Linked DNA regions of Rattus norvegicus: all the other regions are linked to region 1. The links are chromatin contacts, called in public Hi-C maps. All regions are on one chromosome and are shown on one strand. Each heading gives the region's core, a stretch centred on a gene start, on an enhancer-like site or on the middle of the called end of the contact. The rest is flanking DNA. Distances are from core to core; before and after follow the strand shown. Region 1 holds the start of Yeats4 (YEATS domain containing 4). Region 2 overlaps LOC120093601 (a long non-coding RNA gene). Region 3 holds the start of Cct2 (chaperonin containing TCP1 subunit 2).

Region 1 (2,596 bases), core at 26-2,525:
CAGGGCAAGCATTTCCCACTGCTATCACTACTATGTATAGCACAGTTTGGGTATGAAGTAGCTCCCCAAAGGCTTAGGGCTGCTCCCTAGCTGGTGGCACTGAGAGGAGACAGGACTGTGGAAGCACTAACCATGAGTTAGTACTCGGATCAGCTCATTGAAGAATGGCCTAGGAGGAGGTGAGGACAGGGGAGCACACAGGCCACCTAGGTTGGGTCTCTCAAGGGCCAATCTTGTTCTTGCCTCACCCCCGACCCCACCCCAGCTACCAAGGAGGAAACTCATTTGAGGATTACAGGCCTAACTTTCTCAAATTATCCTAGACTAAAAACCGCAAACTTCTAGACTTAGCATGTGCAAGTAGAGAAAAGTTTTCACATTAACCCTTTGCTCTGTAATCACTTCCCACCAGCCGGACACCTTACCTAAAAGCTTGGTCAAATGCACAGCTCTACAAAGCCTCTTACTCTAACATGGACTTTTACCTGGCATTTCTTTCTCCTATTGCACATCAGGGCTTTAAGGTTTTCGAGGATTTTTCATCTTATGTTTACCGTTAAGACAGCTATGGATGTATAGACACTAGGATTAAGATAATCATGACACTGACAAAGATTTTAAAAATGAAGTAGATTGGTGTAAAAATGATTTAAGAAAAAAATTCCTTTCTGTGGTGAGATCTGTAAGTAGGAGTTAAAAGGGGCGCTGGGAGAGCATCAGGAACCAGTGCCTTAAAAAGTAACCAGTGGATGTAGGAAGGTGGAAGGGGGCGACCTGGAGAGATGGCACACTGGGAAAAGACGCCTGCAACACAGGCTGGAGAGGCAGGGACTACTCCAAAGACACACCCATATGGTGACAGCAGACAACCAACTTCTGCAAGTTGTCCTCTGACCTCCACCCCTATTAATAATACATGTACAATGCTTAAATGTGAGGGAACAGGATGTCACAACGTCCAGCATTATACTGGGACTCTATGACAACCTTCACTGAACACGAAAGATGCTAAGCGCTCTTTGATGACTTTACTAGCACGGGGCTTCAGGAATGACAAGGCTACCCAGGAGCCACAGTTACCTGGTCAAGTAAGGACGCCCTAGCCAACCCGGAACCTTTGTTTTTGGCGGGACGGGAGGCGGTGACGGGGACCAATGAGCGCCGAGCTTCCGCTCTGCGCGCCGCGGCTGCGCACTGACCTTCACTCTCCCGCCGGAGTCAGGCCCAAATTCCGCCATTCTCTTGAACATATTGTCCCAGGGAAGGAGCCGCGGCCGCCAGGGAAAGAGCTCAGGCCGGCGGCCTCGTCGCTCCCCTCACAGGCCCGCTCCTCCCGCGCAAGCCCGGGCCGAGGGGTTCAGGCCGGAGGAGGGCGGGTCACCTGGGCTTGCGGCGCCGAACAGCCACCTCCTCCACACCCTCCGCGTCGGGGTCGGCCATTCAGCCCCGCGGTGGGCGAGCGGAGCGGAAGCGGGGATGGGGGCGGCGCATGCGCAACGGTTTTGGGCAGCTACGGCGCACGCGCGAGGCTGCTGCCTTCCGGGCGAGAGCTAGTTGAGCAGTTGTAGAGAGAACCGACCGAATGGGGAGATGGGAATAGTTTTAGGAAGAATTCCAGAAGTTAAGGATAGGGGAGCACCCAGCACCAAAATAGTGAACTTTTGTAACTTTAGGGTTGAGATAATCCTACGCACTTCAAGATTATAGACTCGAATCAAAGCTTCAGATAACTGGGTGTGGGGCTGCTAATACTGTTGACATGAGTTCGATTCCCAAGGCCAATATGATGGAACTAGAGAAAAGACTGCTGTCCCCTTCCCCTCCTCATGGCTCAATCTATTTTGCTGGCCATGTTCAGTCTGACTCTTCCAGATACCTTGGGCTGTTTTCTCCTCGGGCTGTTTTCTCCCTCATATCTACAGTAAAAACCTAAACCATATCTAAGAGGGATCTTGTCCTTATCTTCATTCACCATTCTTCTCTTTCATCCCCATCCCCAGTTGGAACCCTTATTTCCAACAAGCCTCCCTCCTACTTTCATGTCCTCTTAATTTGTGACTTATTGGGTTTAATTGGTGTTTCCTGTCCTACCATGGATATTGGATTCTTTACTGGAGCAAGAGAAGTTCAGTGGCTCCTAAACAAAACGGCATCTCTTTCCCAAACAGTCATGAATTGTCAATAGTACCTCGGGAAAGGGTGAAACCCATGGGCCCCTTTCCCCTATCCATGATGAAATATTAACATGCCATTCTTAGGTCTTATGAAGATACCTGCAGCTCCAGTAAGTTCAGGAGTGCAATGGTCTTGTCATGGCCAGAAGGTGTCGTTTTGCTGCATGTCTCCCACTATTTGGCTCTTTATATCCCCTTTACTGAAATACTCCCCAACCTTGGAAGGATACAACTGTCCCATATAGTGTTAAGCACACCAGCATCTCCTATTTCCAGTACTTTGGCTAGTTTTGAGTTTCTGTATTAACCACTGCTCATTGCAATAAACTTCCCTGATGAAGGCTGGGCACAGCACTAATCAATGAGACTAATCAAGAGATTGAGAAGCAAATTTGACAGCATGGTCAATCAATTTTTGCTAA
Region 2 (2,596 bases), core at 27-2,526, 180 kb after region 1:
AGGTTTAACCCCAATAACATATGAAGAAAGAGAGGAGGGAGAGAGGGAGGAAGGGAGGGAGGAAGGGAGGAAGGAAGGTATTCATGCAAACAGTGAAAAGAGATGAGGCACACATATCCCTGTGGAAGAATTGCGTGAACAAAGGCCCTAAGGTAGAAATATGATTTCCGTGTTCAAAAAGCATTAAGAAAACTCGACTGGAAAGGCTGTAAGGTAACAGAAACCAGAGAAATAAGCAAGGACAAAATCACCCAGGCTGCTTTTGCTTGGATCTAGAATGTTCTCCACAACCTGTGTCCCACCAAGTCATCCTGTCAACCTTAAAGCTATACTTGTCTGTTCTTTAAATATTTGCTTTTATTAGTTTTTTTTTTTTTTTTTGGTTCTTTTTTTTCGGAGCTGGGGACCGAACCCAGGGCCTTGCGCTTCCTAGGTAAGCGCTCTACCACTGAGCTAAATCCCCAGCCCCGCTTTTATTAGTTTTAAGTGTGTGTGTGTGTCACCATTTTGCCTTTGATGACTTGGAGCTCACTCTGTAGACCAGGCTGGCCTCAAACTCATAGAGACCCACCCGCTTCTGCCTCCCAAGTGCCAGGATTAAAGGTGTGCACCACCATGCCTGGCCGTTTAAAATCTGTTTTAATTCCCTTGCCATCTGAGAGCCCTGGGACGTGCCTGTTTACAAGCACATTTATATTTTCTATTCTTTTTCTTCCAGATAGTTCATCCGTTATTAGGCTTTTAAGGAATACTTAGTGAGTTAGACAAAAATCAATAAAACACAATTCTTATCGAGGCATTAACAGTCTTGTGGGAGAAAGAAACATTTAAAGAGCAAAAGTAAAAAGTCAAATGCAGCATGCTCTGGAAATCTCGGGGAGTTGGCACAGATGAATTAAGACAACTATTCTTAAGATCGGAAGTAAGGTTATGCAAAGCACAAAAGCAGTAAGAATCAATTCACAGAACATAGGATTAGCCACTAGGAAAACATATGCAATTTGTTGCCTTTAAGTATATAAAAACGCTTATTTTCTTAAAAGTTTTTGTCCACAGACGTAAATTCAAACTCGCCATGATCTTCCGTTATTCCTGGATACATTTCCAGCTTTGCTAGAACCAATTCTAGCCTTTTCCCTCCATCAAGGGGCTTTCCTTGCGGACTGGCTCCCTTCCAGACTCTGCCTGTAGGGGGCGCTCGAGGGAGGCCGAAGAAATCAGGTGGCTGCTGTTCCAGAGTGCAGACTTGTCCCACAAACCGCAGCTTGCTTTCCTGTAGCAATGGAGCCCGGTTTGCAGTTTTGGCAGCACCGGCAGAACTGGCTTCACCGTGCCCAGTGCAGGGAACGAGCATCAGCAGATTTCTAATTTAAGCAGTTCCCCTTCTCTTTCTCCTCTGCTAACACTGTGGTGGCAGCTGCTCCCCACCTTCGCTGCCTTTGAGATAACTTTAAGGAAGGACGTTGCCAAGAGTTAGAGAGGTGTTTGTTACATCGCAGGGCAGGTGAGGGAGCATGGCCCTCATCTGCTGGGTTTCGGCAGGGGATGCTTTGAAATAAACACCCTACTATACACAGGACAGGCCCCTACAAGGGATTCCACCCAATGTGGCACCAATAACAGGACTGGAAACCCTGGTTTACGGTTCTTTTTAACCCCTTCACTTAGAGATGACATGTACTACAAAGATCTCTTTCGTATTCTACTAAAGACATAGTTAAAACATCTTTAAAATGGAAGGGAGGAAGGAAGGAAGGAAGGAAGGAAGGAAGGAAGGAAGGAAAGAAGGTAACCAGTTGTGGTGGCACACACCATTTATCCTAACCCTCAGAAGGCAGAGGCAGGATTTCTGTGAGTTCCAGGCCAGTTCCACCACAGGCAGAACTGTTGGGGAAAAAAAATCTTTGTACTAGATCTCTCCATCAAGTAATGTGGTTTTGATTGAATCCTGCCAATTCAACTTTCACAGCGTTACATAAAGCAGTTAGGCTGGATACGGTGGCCCAAGTGAGTAATACTATCGAATGGGGCCAGGAGGATCGCTTCCCTCTGAGGGGCGGGACAGGAGGAGCGCCTCCACCTGAGGGGCGGGGCTGTATAGAAGTTCCCTGCGTTGTATAGACTTCAGACCTGGTTAATTTTGGTGCGTGATGTTTTTTATTTATTTGCAAGGTTAAAAAAATATGAGATTGGGGGGCAGAGAGATGGCTCAGTGGTTAAGAGCACTGACTGCTCTTCCAGAGGTCCTGAGTTCAATTCCCAGCAACCACATAGTAGCCCACAACCATCTGTAATGGGATCCCATGCCCTCTTCTGGTGTGTCTGAGGAGAGAGACTGTGTACTCACATACATAAAATAAATAAATCTTTTGTATATATATATATATATGTATTTATATATAATTAAATGTATATATAATTAAATGCAGAAATGCGGAATTAACTAGGGGAAACATACAATTTTATGTTTTAAGCCAAAAAAAATGAACTGTAAAGGATTTATGATTAAATCCTTATTACAAATTCTTTTTTGGTCATTACTAATTGGGGATCAAACTCAGGACGTGCCAGGGGATTGCTCTACCAGTAAACCATT
Region 3 (2,596 bases), core at 61-2,560, 160 kb before region 1:
CTACCAGGTTTTGCAAACGGTAACTCTTGCTGCCACTGGAGAGAGATGTGTGATTGGGGATGGTAATACAAAAGGACTTTTTCTAATTTAAAGTTTTAGATTCCAAAACATAAGGGGAAAAAATTATTACTAAATTTACACCAAAAGCTTTAAACCATTATTAAAACTTGTATTTTGGGGGGGTTGGGATTTAGCTCAGTGGTAAAGCGCTTGCCTAGCAAGCGCAAGGCCCTAGGTTCGGTTCCCCAGCTCCGAAAAAAAGGAAAAAAAACAAAAAACAAAAAAACGTACTTTTTGGCCAGCCACTACAACACAAGACCACAGGAAAAGCAAACAAAACTAGAAACAAAAGAAACTTCTAAAAATTTCTTATTTTTCTTACCATGCCCTTCGGTCCCAAAGTGCTCTTCACCAAGTCTCCAATGGCAATGGCACCAATAAAGGATGACTTAAAAAAGAAAAATCAGAAAAGGCGGTCAAAATTTACACTCACAAAGAGTTGGATCTTTCATTTAAAAGAAGCAGACGGGCTTACCAGGCGAGCTGTCTCTGCCCTCTCTTCATCAGCTCCAGCCTTGAAGATATTAACAGGTGCAAGGGAAAGGGAGGCCTAGAAGGAGAAAGTAACACACGCCGTTTGAACGCCAGTACTCGATAAGACACATCTAGGGCCTCTCACTAGATCGGTAAGGTTATCTAAAGGAAAACTGGTTTCCGATATAATTTCAGGAGTCAGTCGTCGGAGTGGGTATTTATTTAAATGGCGAGAGGGACGTTCTTGTAGGCGCCAGGAATAAGCCATCACATCAACCCACTAGTGTTTATGACAAAACTAAAGGCAACATTAAGGATGGGCAAGCACCAACCACCAGTTAGCTACCCTCCATCTTCCACAGGCCTGCACTGCCGCTCGCCCTTCAAGACCCGCCCCGAAGAGGGCGGGGCCGACAAGAGTAGCTAGAAACTTCTCCGCTAGGGCTAAGGCCGGGGGCTGGTCGAGGTACCCTAGATGAGAAGCTCTCATCTTACAAAGAGATGCTGGCTTAGGGCGCGCTCTCCCTTCCAGCCCCACGCAGAGAGCTTGGTCAGCGGGTCCCACGCAGGCCTCATGCCCGGTCCGTGCCATGTGCCGAGGGTCCATGAGACGGCCGCAGGAAGCCTGCGACTCCGGTTAGACAAGAGGAGCAGCGGGGAGGCGGGACACAGCAGGACCCGGGCAGGAGCCGAAGGCCTGGGCCGAAAGCTAGGCTCACCATGGTTCCGACGAATTCAGAGTAGAGGATAATCCCTCACAAGCCGCGCCGGGAAGCCAGCAGGGGGAAAGGAAGGCGGAAGTGACGACACGATCTGCCGCAGGGGGCGGAGCCGACCTGCGCGGGTTTCCGCCTCCTGCGTGGCGGGCTGCTCTCTGTAGAAGGGGCGGGGCCTCGGCTCGTGTTAGCCCAGTAGCGGAAATCATTGAGATGTGGGCGGGGCTAGGGGCGAGCTGATTTAGAATAGAACTGGAGAACAAAGAGACTTTGTACCGCGCGGGTTGCCACGGAAACGAAGTTCCTGCTTAACATACATTTTTAAAATTTAATCTTTCAAAATTTGTTTTAAGGTCAGTTGTACATTTTCAAGTGTTGCACACTAATCATTTCCATTATTTACTCGTCCCGGTAGCAACCATTCCATTTTTCGTGCTTTTTATTTTACTTTGGCAGGGTTATTTATCAATAGACTTCTAAATAATAATTTTTAGCATTATTATTATAAAGGAATCTTCATTTAACTTCTTAGACATGGTCTTACTGTGTAACTCTAGCTTAGCTTGGCCATCTGAGATCCTTCTACCCTGCCTCCACAGTGCAGGTATAAAAGGTGGGCGCCACTACTCCTGCAGTTCATTTAATTTTAAGACACTAATTGGATTTTAACTGCTCAGGACAAGCGCTAGTGAGTCTTAGCTGAGACATTGGCTCTAGTAGTCCAGTTCAGGTTTTCCTCATTTGTTTTCCCTCGGGGTAGGGGAGAGCCCATTATAACTCTTACATGACTTCTCAAAGATCAAGTCCGAAATATTTCAGCTTATTACAAATAGTTTTCTCGGCGCTGGTGAGATGGCTCGGCGCTTAAGAGCAGTATCTGCTCTTCCTGGGGTGCAGAGTTCAATTCCCAGCAACTACATGGAGACTCACAACCATCTGATGCCCTTCTGGCATGCAGGTAGGTGTACATGCATACAGAGCACTCATACATAAACTACATAATAAATCAGTTTTTAAAAAGTTTTCTCTTGGGGCTGGAGAGATGGCTCAGTGGCTAAGAGCATTGACTGTTCTTCCTGAGCAGAGGTCCGAGTTCAAATCCCAACAACCACATGGTGGCTCACAACCATCTGTAATGGGATCTGATGCCCTCTTCTGGTGTGTCTGAAGACAGCAACAGTGAGTGTACTCTTACACATAAAATAAATAATTCTTTTAAAAATATTAAAATGTTTTTCTCTTTGCTCTTGATACCTAAGGCAAAGCCCCAAATGATTGAAAAGAATGTTAGTTTTTCTTTTATCCATTGGTAACATTTCTCTCTTTGATCACTTAGTAAGTACCTA

The links. A called contact is a pair of places that touch in the nucleus more often than the background predicts.
Region 2: a contact with region 1 is called in a Hi-C map of the A7r5 cell line, with 4 times the contacts expected there. The contact joins the enhancer-like site here to the promoter of Yeats4 in region 1. A contact is called at or near these places in 3 of 12 Hi-C or Micro-C datasets (the A7r5 cell line, Schwann cells and frontal cortex).
Region 3: a contact with region 1 is called in a Hi-C map of hepatocytes, with 2.2 times the contacts expected there. The contact joins the promoter of Cct2 here to the promoter of Yeats4 in region 1. A contact is called at or near these places in 6 of 12 Hi-C or Micro-C datasets (the A7r5 cell line, the Rat2 cell line, frontal cortex and 2 more) and 1 of 1 datasets of contacts at active chromatin or transcription factors (oligodendrocytes).

Annotation. Positions count from the first base shown.
Region 1 is chr7:54,750,086-54,752,681 of GRCr8, forward strand. Yeats4 (YEATS domain containing 4) reads right to left here and starts at 1,276. Exons shown (of 7, transcript NM_001127527.2): 1 at 1,200-1,276. The coding sequence starts at 1,250.
Region 2 is chr7:54,925,420-54,928,015 of GRCr8, forward strand. LOC120093601 (a long non-coding RNA gene) reads right to left here. Exons shown (of 3, transcript XR_010053309.1): 1 at 1-2,596. Among named protein-coding and RNA genes, the nearest start is that of Cpsf6, 53 kb to the left of the region's middle. Within about 2 kb of position 1,277, at least 6 of the 93 cell types and tissues checked have an H3K27ac peak or open chromatin away from gene starts, as enhancers often do.
Region 3 is chr7:54,590,095-54,592,690 of GRCr8, forward strand. Cct2 (chaperonin containing TCP1 subunit 2) reads right to left here and starts at 1,311. Exons shown (of 16, transcript NM_001005905.1): 1 at 1,254-1,311; 2 at 536-610; 3 at 383-448. The coding sequence starts at 1,256.